2 separate regions of the Sus scrofa genome follow, and region 1 is linked to region 2. A link is a contact called in public HiChIP or PLAC-seq data. All regions are on one chromosome and are shown on one strand. Each heading gives the region's core, a stretch centred on a gene start, on an enhancer-like site or on the middle of the called end of the contact. The rest is flanking DNA. Distances are from core to core; before and after follow the strand shown. Region 1 overlaps MMS19 (MMS19 nucleotide excision repair protein homolog). Region 2 overlaps PI4K2A (phosphatidylinositol 4-kinase type 2-alpha).

Region 1 (5,851 bases), core at 1,758-4,257, 160 kb after region 2:
ACTGTTACCATGTTAAGTATACAAATAAATGGCTTTTAGCGTATTCACAAGATTTTGCAACATCACCATTGTCTAAAAATTCCAGAACATTTTCATAACACTAAAACGTATTTTGATGGCTGTTCCTGTATTGTCTGGTTATGGGATGAAAAGGAAAAGATGAAAATTTGACATTTCTAAGATAAGCTCAACAGAAAATGTTAGTCACCTTTGCGAAAACATCTTCAAAATAACGATCCTAGTTTTTTGCCACCTTACTTATTTACTCTTGGAATTAGTTCTATTATCTCGTCATTTTCTCCTAATTTTGTATGACTTTTGTACTTCACTTTTCTTTTATGTTTATGCTGCATTAATTCAAGATGGAATCTTTGGGAAAGTATGAAAACTAAAGGGTTTTGCCAGGAGATTTCACTCGTATTCTGGGATTCAAGAAGTCACACGCAGGAGCTCCTGCTGTGGTACGATGGGATCAGGAGCGTCTCGGGAGTGCTGGGACTCGGGTTCGATCCCCAGCCTGGCACAGTGTGTTAAGGATCTGGCGTTGCCACAGCTGAAGCTTAGGTCTTGACTACGGCTCACATCTGATCCTGTCCCTGGAGCTCCATATGCCAAGGGGTGGCCAAAAATGAAAGAAAAAAAGAAAGAAAAAATCGCATGCAAATGGCTGTTTCTTTGTAATTATAAAGCAGCCAGTTTCATAATGATGTATACTGAATGAAGAAGTCTTTTCCATTATAAAATTTGAGGCAACGTATAGGCTTGAGATTGGTTGGGAGCATGTGGAAACTTTCTCTGGTGATGGAAATATTCTGTATCTTGATTGGGGTGTTGGTTACCCTGGATATACTTTCGTTAAAACTAATCAAATTACTCACTTCACTGTGCATTTCACTGTGTATAAATTGTACCTCAGTTTTTTGGGGTTTGTGTTTTTTTTGGTTTTGTTTTGTTTTTTGGCTTTTCTAGGGCCGCACCCCCAGCACATGGAGATTCCCAGGCTAGGAGTCGAATTGGAGCTATAGCCGCCAGCCTATACCACAGCCACTGCAACGCCAGATCCGAGCCACATCTTCCAACTACACCACAGCTCACGGCAACGCTGGATCCTTAACCCACTGAGCAAGGCCAGGGATGGAACCCGCAACCTCATGGTTCCTAGTTGGATTCATTAACCACTGAGCCACGACAGGAACTCCTGTACCTCAGTTTTTTAAATGAAAAAATTAGACATGACTGATTGGACCCTATTCGGTATTTGTCTTTTTTTTTTTTTTTTTTTTTTTGTCTTTTGTCTTTTTGTTGTTGTTGTTGTTGCTATTTCTTGGGCCGCTCCTGCGGCATATGGAGGTTCCCAGGCTAGGGGTCGAATCGGAGCTGTAGCCACCGGCCTGTGCCAGAGCCACAGCAACATGGGATCCGAGCCACGTCTGCAACCTACACCACAGCTCACAGCAACACCGGCTCCTTAACCCACTGAGCAAGGCCAGGGACCGAACCCGCAACCTCATGGTTCCTAGTCGGATTCATTAACCACTGCGCCACGACAGGAACTCCCGGTATTTGTCTTTTTTTTTTTTTTTTGTCTTTTTTTGTTGTTGTTGTTGCTGTTGTTGTTGCTATTTCTTGGGCCGCTCCCGCGGCATATGGAGGTTTCCAGGCTAGGGGTTGAATCGGAGCTGTAGCCACGGGCCTACGCCAGAGCCACAGCCACCCGGGATCCGAGCCGCGTCTGCAACCTACACCACAGCTCACGGCAACGCCGGATCGTTAACCCACTGAGCAAGGGCAGGGACCGAACCCGCAACCTCATGGTTCCCAGTCGGATTCGTTAACCACTGCACCACGACAGGAACTCCCTGGTATTTGTCTTAATAGCACTTGAGGTATTTCCAAAGAGAGACCCTGGCCCAGCATCCAGAGGAGTTTGATAGTATTGCTAAAGAAGAATGATTCCGTTCAGTAATATTCTTTGCTACTAACAGTTATCAGTTCCCTATGGCTTCCTGTAAAATTGTTAACACTCTTGTGGCTGCTACTGAAATTAGGAGGTCTTTTTGTTTTGTTCTTTGTTTATATGGCTGCACCTGCAGCATATGGAAGTTCCTGGGCTAGGAGTCAAATTAGAGCTGCAGCTGAGGCCTGCACCACAGGCCCAGCAACACTGGTTCAGAGCCTCATCTGTGACCTATACCACAGCTTGCAGCAATGCTGGATCCTAACCCACTTGACCAAGCCAGGAATCAAATCCACATCCTCATGGATATTAGTTGGGTTCTTAACCCACTAAGCCACAACAGGAAATTCCTGAACTTAGTTTTTATTTATTTTTTTATTTTATTTTTTGTCTTTTTGCCATTTCTTAGGCCACTCCCGTGGCATATGGAGGTTCCCAGGCTAGGGGTCGAATCAGAGCTGTAGCCGCCAGCCTATGCCAGAGCCAAAGCAACAAGGGATCCAAGCCACATCTGCAACCTACACCACAGCTCACAGCAATACCAGATCCTTAACCCACTGAGCAAGGCCAGGGATCAAACCTGCAACCTCATGGTTCCTAGTCGGATTCATTAACCACTGAGCCACAATGGGAACTCCTGAACTTAGTTTTTAGATGGGTTTTTCAGCAGAGTTTCCTGAGTTCTGGCCAGGAGCTTCCAGAAAAGCACCCTCTGCTACCCTCTCAATGGTGGAACACTCTTTTAATGTTTGTAACCCAGAAATGTCTCTCTTCACTTAAGTGTTGCCGTTAAGGAATTGGGTGCCTTGGTTTGTCCTGTTAGTCAGCTGCTGACCCTTCCCCCACCCCACAGCTTGCACATTTTTTCCCTTGCTCTTTCTCAGGAGCAGGGGCAGCAGCTGGGCCTTCCACATCCTGGCACGAGTAAGGCTAAGAGTGCCTGATGTCTAAATTGGTGCCAGTCACGAGCTATGAATCCCAACTAGAGCGCTCCCTTCTTTAGTCAGATTGGACTTCTTGCTCTAGTACCAGACTGTGCCCCTCCCAGCTCAGTTCACAGCTGTTGTTCAGAGACCACAGACTTAAGGGGAACTGGAAGTTTAGGAGTTTTCTCAAGATTCTTTTTGACTTTAGCCAAAGTCTGGTGTTGGCGAGAACTGACTAATTAGGTCTTGTGTTTAGAGGTGGGTGGCTGGGGATCCAGAGCAGCCTGCGGCAGTAATTCCCTGATTGCCACATCTTATTGAGCTAAAACTCTTCTGTGGTTTTGTTTGTTTGTCTTTTTAGGGCTGCACCCGTGGCACATGGAAGTTCCTAGGCTAGGGGTTGAATCAGAACTATAGCTGCTGGCCTACACCACAGCCACAGCCACACCATATCCAAGCTGTGCCTGAAACCTACACAGCAGCTCACAGCAACACCAGATCCTTAACTCACTGAGCAAGGCCGGGGATTGAACCCGAGTCCTCACGGATACTAGTCAGGTTTGTTATTGCTGATCCACAGTGGGAACTCTGAAAACTTTTCTATGTTAATCAGACTCTTAGGAAGATTGATAACCTTTTAGTCTTTGCTTCTGCCTTGAAAATTTATCCTAAGATGTTTCTGTTAGATCTGTGTGAATTTCCGGTGTGCTGTTAAAATTATATTTTCAAAAATAAGTCATACACTCACATGGAACAACATTCAAAAGGTGCAGAAGGATCCACAGTGAGAAATCTCCCTTCCTTCCCAAGATGGTATGCAGACTGTGACAAATGAATTTACTATATTTTGTATTTCCAGCGTATGACATAACCTTACTAAAGAGGGTGGGGGGCGGGAAGCTGATCTGAATGACTTTGGAAAAGAATTTTGTCTGGAAACTATAAGGCTAAAGATAAAAGTATATGTAAATACTATACTCTGCTTATACACAGAAGCTGACAGTTCTGGAGTCCCCATGGTAGCTCAGCAGAAATGGATCTGACCAGCATCCATGAGGACGCAGGTTTCGATCCCTGGCCTCACTCAGTGGGTTAAGGATCCGGCGTTACCGTGAGCTGTGGTGTAGGTTGCAGGTGCAGCTTGGATCTGGCATGGCTGTGGCTGTGATATAGGCTGGCAGCTGTAGCTCCGATTTGACCCCTAGCCTGGGAACCTCCATATGCCGCGGGTGCAGCCCTAAAAAGACAAAAAGTTGACAATTCTGAAAGTAATTTACAGCTATACTAGGGTTGGAAAGAATAATAAATGGTAGATAATGGGAGTCAGGTTTCTCTCTGTCAGAGAAACAAATTACAAATAAACTGGGAGGCAGGCTAGAATGAACCCTGTGGTACTGATTAGAGTTGGAGATTCTAACACGATCATATGTTTAGTTTAATGTATATGGATAGATACAGAAATAATGATATATATGTGTGTATACCTGGGTTAGAATACACATGTATATTTCCCAGTTGTGTCTGTTTAGGAGGGCTTAGAAGCAATGATATCCCACTATCAGCAAGCACAGCTACACCCAGTTCTTGGTTTTTAATACCGTTCTCCAATAAAAGATAGGAACCATGGCTTCCTGGAGAAAAGGCGGTTGGGGCAGGGAAATTACAAGATGAGCCTGTTGTATTTTGTAGTGCCAGAAAGTAAGAAAGCACTTAAAAGGATGTGGCATGTCAAAGGGACACCAGTGCCAATCTAAAAAAGCTCCCAGTGGCCAAAGATAATTTGTGCAACAAAATAACTTAGTATTGATAACCCAAGGCATAAAATAAATATACTTGAGTCCATGCTGATATAAAATAAACAACTGAATAAATGAAGGGAAAAGATGACTCTTCCTTAGAATACCTCCAAATAACGTAGATAAATATTCCTCCTCCCAGGAAACAGAGCTTAATCTCCCCTTTGCCCTTGAGTGTGGACTAGATGTAGTGACTCCCTTACAGAGGAAGGAGTATGGGAAAGAAAAATGTAGTAACTGTATGTATACTGCAGTGACCTGCTGACCCTACCTGAACCAAGTGATCAAAGTTAAAAGCACCAGTGATAAGTCATGTTGACGTATTGTACCTGTGATATGATGTGATGAGAAAGACACTTGGCCTCTGTGCTATTTATACTTCCCACAATCCATGTCCCTAGGCTAAACATGAGGAAACCATTAAAGAAACCCATGTTGAGGGACATTCTATAAAATACCAAGGTCATGAAAAATAAGATTTGAGAAACTTTCAGACCAGAGGAGACTAAGGATTCACGATGGCTCGTCGTTGCGGTGTGATGTCCTTAATTGGATCCTGAAACAGAAAATTTAACATTAGTGGAAAAACCAGAACAATCGGAGTAAAGTCTGGAGTGAAATTAGAAGTAATATACAGGGAGGTCCCGTCGTGGCACAGTGGTTAACGAATCCAACTAGGAACCATGAGGTTGCGGATTCGATCCCTGGCCTCGCTCAGTGCCTTAAGGATCTGGCGTTGTTGTGAGCTGTGGTGTAGGTTGCAGATGTGGCTCAGATCTGATGTTGCTGGGGCTGTGGTGTAGGCTGGGAGCTGTAGCTCTGGTTCTACCCCTACCCTGGGAACCTCCATATGCTGCGGGTGTGGCCCTAGAAAAGGCAAAAAGACAAAAAAAAAAAAAAAAAAAAAAGAAAGAAGAAGAAGAAATAATATACAGGAGTTCCCATTTTGGCTCAGCAGAAACGAATCTGACTAGCATCCATGAGGACGCAGGTTCGATCCCTGGCCTCATTCAGTGGGTTAAGGATCTGGCGTTGCTATGAGCTGTGGTGTAGGTTGTAGACGCAACTTGGATCTGATGTTGCTGTGGCTGTGGTGTAGGCCGGCAGCTTTAGCTCCGATTCAACCCCTAGCCTGGGAACCTCCGTATGCCCCAGGTGCAGCCCTAAAAACA
Region 2 (5,510 bases), core at 2,735-5,234:
AAGCTGTGGGGTGGCCAAAACAGGAAATTATTCTTTGTACGTTGGAATAATTTTACAATGGAAAAGTTACAAAGATGGTACAGTTCCTATATACCATTTGCCCAAGGTCTCCTAATTTTATCATTTTATATAACCATGATACATTTACCCAAACTAGGAAATCAACATTGGAATGTTGGTATTAACCACACTCCTGACTTAGCTTCCAGTACTGTTTTTCTCCTGTTCCAGGACACCACAGTGCATTTAGCTCTTACCAATTACTGTCTGTATTTTACAGATTATTTCAGATATGTGTCAGAGGAACACATTTTCTTCCTCTTGTCAAAATCAGAATCACCATCATTTATCTTCTCTGGGAGGACAGTACAAAAGCTGAAGTAGTCCTGGGACAGCCTTCTTTAAACCACTGGATGTTGAAGATTTTTCACAGCCAGGCCAGGGACACACGGGAAAGGAAGCTAGTTGGCACCCCCAAATCACACAATACACAGCCCTCAAGCCACAAATATCCTTGGCCTACAAATGCTGCCCCTAAAGAGGCAGAGATTCACCTGGAACAGAGGTTTCAGAAATCAGAAGAAGATCCTACTGGTAATTAACTCCTTTTTTACTTAATTGTATTTCTCAGTACCCTACACTGCTTCTAAGAGCCTTGAGTACAAGACCAGGGCAGAAAACTAAAAGGAGGTTCAAATGGAATTAGGGTGGACTGTGCAGGAAACCATCCAACTCACGAGACAGGATTTTACACCTGCCCTGGCTGGGCCTCCCTGTGCTCCCCTTTAGTTCTTCGGGTTAGAAGTCATCTCTTGAGCATGCTTAAGTCTTTATGGTAAAATGTCAAACTCTCTACAACTTACTTTCAAAATACTTAGCCAAAAACTAACAAACAAAATCTATCTATCTACGGAGAGAATACAGATATATCTAAAGAGAGAAATTTGGAATTCTCATAGTGGCTCAGAGGAAACAAATCTGACTAGGAACCGTGAGGTTGCGAGTTTGATCCCTGGCCTCGCTCGGTGGGTTAAGGGTCCAACATTGCCATGAGCTGTGGTGTAGGTCGAAGACATGGCTCAGATCTGGCATTGCTGTGGCTGTGTTGAAGGCCAGTGGCTACAGCTGATTCAACCCCTAGCCTGGGCACCTCCATATGCCACAGATGTGGCCCTAAAAAGGGAAAAAATTAAAACAAATTTTTTTTAAACAGAGAAATTATATAGTGAGATAGATAATATTCAGGTAGATAATATATGGAGATATGAGATAAAGCTAATTAAATGCAACAATTGGTGTGTCTAATAATTGGTCTCTTTCAACTTTATTGACATTAGAAATGTTTCATTTATAGCAGGCACATAATGCTAAAATATAAATACTGTCTTTGAAAATGTTACCTAAAGAAGCTTTCCCTCAGACCTTGCATTCTTTTTTTTTTGTTTTGTTTTGTTTTATTTTTTGGGCCGCTCCCGCGGCATATGGAGGGTCCAGGCTAGGGGTCAAATCGGAGCTGTAGCTGCCAGCCAACACCACAGCCACAGCAACGTGGGATCTGAGCCAAGTCTGCAATCTACACTACAGCTCACGGCAATGCTGGTTCCTTACCCCACTGAGCAAGGCCAGGGATCGAACCTGCAACCTCATGGTTCCTAGTCGGATTCGTTAACCACTGAGCCACGACGGGAACTCCAGACCTTGCATTCTTTACATAACTCCTAGTTAGAAGCTTTTATGCTGAACAACCACTTCCATCACCCAACTCCATCTTTCTGGGGGCTCCTCATTCTTCCCCTTTGGCTGTAAGCCACTGTACGGCCCACTCTGCGATTATGGCTCAGGCAGGTAGAAGGCTGTGACTTCCTTCTGCTTACACGCTAGGAGGAAGAGCTGGACACTCACGGCACCTTATGGTTTTAGTAACAGGCACTCTAGGTTGTAAGATGCCACAGGCCCTCAAAGGACATTAGATGGATGGAATTCCCCTTGTGGCACAGTGGTAACAAACCCGACTAGTATCCATGAAGATGTGGGTTCAATCCCTGGCCTCACGCAGTGGGTCAAGGATCTGGGGTTGCCGTGAGATGTGGTATAGGTTGCAGACAGGGCTTGGTGTTGCTGTGGCTGTGGTGCAGGACAGCAGCTATGCTCTGATTCGACCTCCTAGCCTGGGAACCTCTATATACCACAGGTACAGCCCTAAAAAAAAAAAAAAAAAAAAAAAAAAAAAAAAAAAAAAAGACAAGGAGCACAAGATGGAAAGAAAGCTAAAATTGCACTCTCTCAACCACACACAACCCCCATCCCACCTTTTGCCGCTCTAGATAAGGGCCCTAGCTAAATATAACGAGAGGAAGTTTCTATGCTGTTGGCAAGGGACTGGAGTTGGGAAGGGATTAGAGAAGACACTACAACAGGGACAGAGGTACAGCCTACATAAACTTGAGAAGTTTATTCCTTTATGCTGAGTCCCCGTGATGCCAGAGTACATCATGTAGCTTTTAAGGTTTCTAAAAATTCTGCCAGCCTAGCTGGGCCCTTACATTATTTGGGAAATGTAGGAAGACCACATTAGTGGTATTCTGGCAACTAAAATAACTGCAGCTCTTTAAAACCTCTGTCTGTCCCATTTCTAGGGAAAACAGGCTCAGTAAGCTCAAGAGCTGCCCTTACCAGAAGCTTTTCACTAGATGGTAGAAAGAAGTAACTGTTTCATTACGACCAAGAAAGCCTTCTTGTCGTTTAAAGATGTGAGAAGCTGTGTACAGAATTATAATAAAAGAGCTAACCCACATTGAGTACTTCAACACACCAGCACTACTCCAACTTCAATCATTTATCTGATGATAACCCTTTGAGGTGCTGTTATTAATCCCATGTGACAGACGGAGAATCTAAAAAGAGGGCAGATTAAGTAACTCATCCAGGACCTCATAGCTAGTAAGTGGCAGAACCAGGATTCAAACCAGGCATTCTGACCAGTTTGTGCTCTAACCGCTAGCCATCCTAGCTGTCCCTCTCTCTCTCTTTTTTTTTTCAGGGCTGCACCCACGGCACATGGATGTTCCCAGGCTAGGGGTCAAATAGGAGCTGTAGCAGCTGGCCACAGCCACAGCCACAGCAATGCCAGATCCGAGCCACATCTTCAACCTACACCACAGCTCACAGAAATGCTGGATCCTTAACCCACTGATCAAGACCAGGGATCAAACCTGCATCATCATGGATATTAGATTCGTTTCTGCTGAGCCATAACAGGAACTCCATCATCCTAGCTCTCTTAAGAATATGTCAAAATACTTGTGGCTGCCTGATGGGAGGGGGAGGGAGTGGGAGGGATCGGGAGCTTGGGCTTATCAGACACAACTTAGAATAGATTTACAAGGAGATCCTGCTGAATAGCATTGAGAACTTTGTCTAGATACTCATGTTGCAACAGAAGAAAGGGTGGGGGAAAAAATGTAATTGTAATGTATACATGTAAGGATAACCTGACCCCCTTGCTGTACAGTGGGAAAATTAAAAAAATTATTAAAAAAAAAGAATATGTCAAAATAAAAACAAAAAACAAACAAAAAAAGAATATGTCAAACTAATAAGCAGAATGTCAGTGTCCTACAGAGTCTTAAGACAATTTTTCAAGTTATTCATTAGTATGCTTTGCAAGATCAACAATGCCCTGGGGTTTCCTTGGCTCTCTTTGAAGGTGAAATGGAAAAAGAAGTAATAATATGACTTATAACTGTAATGACAAAAATTGTAACCTTGGCCATCGTCTGAGTGCTTACCATGAGCCAGGCATTGTTTTTCCTGAACACCTGATATACAATGTCTCATGTAAACTTTTGGCCAACTCTGCAAAGTATTATTACTGTCCTATTTTATAAACGCGGAAACAGAGGCTCTTGCCCAAGGTCATGGTGCTAGGAAGTGGTGAAGCAGAAGTCTGACTCCAGAGCCTAGCTCTTAACCACCAAGGCATACAGCCTGCCTTGAGCAATTTGAGGACAGAGTCCACCAGAGAAACCTAGCAAGGAACTGGCACAGAGCTAAGCACATAGTAAGTGGTTCACCAAGCACCAGATACCGTGGAAGAGGTGGGAGCTTTGGGACGGCTACCTTTCCTCCCCCAGGTGTTAAGGCAGAGTCACAAATATATACGGTATAGACGGCAATGGGTGTACAACACAAGCTCTACGCATTTACCCAACATGAGCATATAACCCTCTCGGAGAGAGCCCAGGGATGGGACTATCCGAGGCTTACCTGCCCCCGCATGACGGCAATCTGCTTATGGAACTGGCCCCTATCGAAACCGGGATCTTTCTGCAAAAGAAAGGCAGGAGCGGAAACCTGCATGAGTTTTCCAGAACCAGCTTTCCTCCTCCAATTAGAAACTTCCTAGTAAAGAAAACCTTCATGAGGCTTAGAAGGCTTAGTGAGGTTAACTGCCACCCCAGAACTCCCTGTTTCAGAGATGGGGAAATAGAGAACAAGTAAATATCTTGACCTCAGTCTCATCATTAATGCTAAAGAACCCCAGGCACGCTCCGTTTGAAAATGAGCTCTGCAGGTCCACTGCAGCCATAGTCCCACGATACACATCAGTGGGATGCAGCACAGATGCCAATTTTTTTCAAACCAATCCAAGCTAGGTCTTGCTGTCCACAGGGGGGAATAATGTTCTTCGCTGGCTAACACAAGCCAGAAGGGTGTTTCCATTTTCTCTGGGCTTGTATCAGGACCAATTAGAAAAACCACTGGAATTCTTTCTTTCATACGGTTATAAGGCTGAGGTTCCCAGGGCTAACCTTGAAGAGTTCATATAGGTCCTCCTCCAAGTCCTTGACGAAATTAGGGTCCGATATCTTTGGAAGAATCAGATCTTTGATCTCCTGAGAGAATGGGACTTTTGCCTGGGGCAACCAGGCCCAGTAAAAAGGATCTGAAAAGAGGGAAAGTCAAAAGCAAAGCTGGTGTTTAAAAAGTCCCTGCCCATCTATTTCCTCCCCCTGTCAGAGCAATGGCAAAGCAGGGCACTCCTCTTATTTGAGACACAACAGAAAAGAAGTTATAAGGGCTGTTAACCCTTGAGGTTACACAGTAAGTGGTGAAACTAAAATTCAAACCCAAGTCTGCCTAATCCCTGAGCCTATGCTCTTTTTCTAGACATTCTATGACTTTCCACTAGAAAGCAATTACATGCCACTGAAACATTGAGGTGCTCTTTCTAAAAAGACAAACAAGTACTGCAAAGGGGCTAGTGACCCCTACATGTACCTCTCCCTTTCCCAAAGTGTCTCAGTTATAATGGGGCAGGGGCTGTCTTTCAGGATATCGACAACAAAGATAAAACACTGACAGCAGCTTACATTTAGAAACGTAGGTAGGAGTTCCCGTCATGGCTCAGCAGAAACGAACCCGACCAGTATCTATGAGGACTCGGGTTCGATCCCTGGTTTCGCTCAGTGAATTAAGGATCTGGTGTTGCCGAGAGCTGTAGTGTAGGT

Evidence for each region. HiChIP or PLAC-seq counts read pairs in DNA pulled down with a chosen protein or histone mark.
Region 1: an H3K27ac HiChIP or PLAC-seq map of alveolar macrophages shows a contact between it and region 2. The contact joins two enhancer-like sites. A contact is called at or near these places in 2 of 47 Hi-C or Micro-C datasets (epiblast stem cells and heart right ventricle) and 1 of 2 datasets of contacts at active chromatin or transcription factors (alveolar macrophages).

The regions. Positions count from the first base shown.
Region 1 is chr14:108,874,862-108,880,712 of Sscrofa11.1, reverse strand. The region is part of intron 1 of MMS19 (MMS19 nucleotide excision repair protein homolog); the gene reads left to right. Among named protein-coding and RNA genes, the nearest start is that of UBTD1, 7.7 kb to the left of the region's middle. Within about 2 kb of position 3,007, at least 9 of the 83 cell types and tissues checked have an H3K27ac peak or open chromatin away from gene starts, as enhancers often do. A contact at or near this core is called in alveolar macrophages, where this site is marked.
Region 2 is chr14:109,034,020-109,039,529 of Sscrofa11.1, reverse strand. PI4K2A (phosphatidylinositol 4-kinase type 2-alpha) reads right to left here. Exons shown (of 9, transcript XM_001929034.6): 7 at 4,812-4,945; 8 at 4,267-4,326. Among named protein-coding and RNA genes, the nearest start is that of AVPI1, 15 kb to the left of the region's middle. Within about 2 kb of position 3,984, at least 2 of the 83 cell types and tissues checked have an H3K27ac peak or open chromatin away from gene starts, as enhancers often do. A contact at or near this core is called in alveolar macrophages, where this site is marked.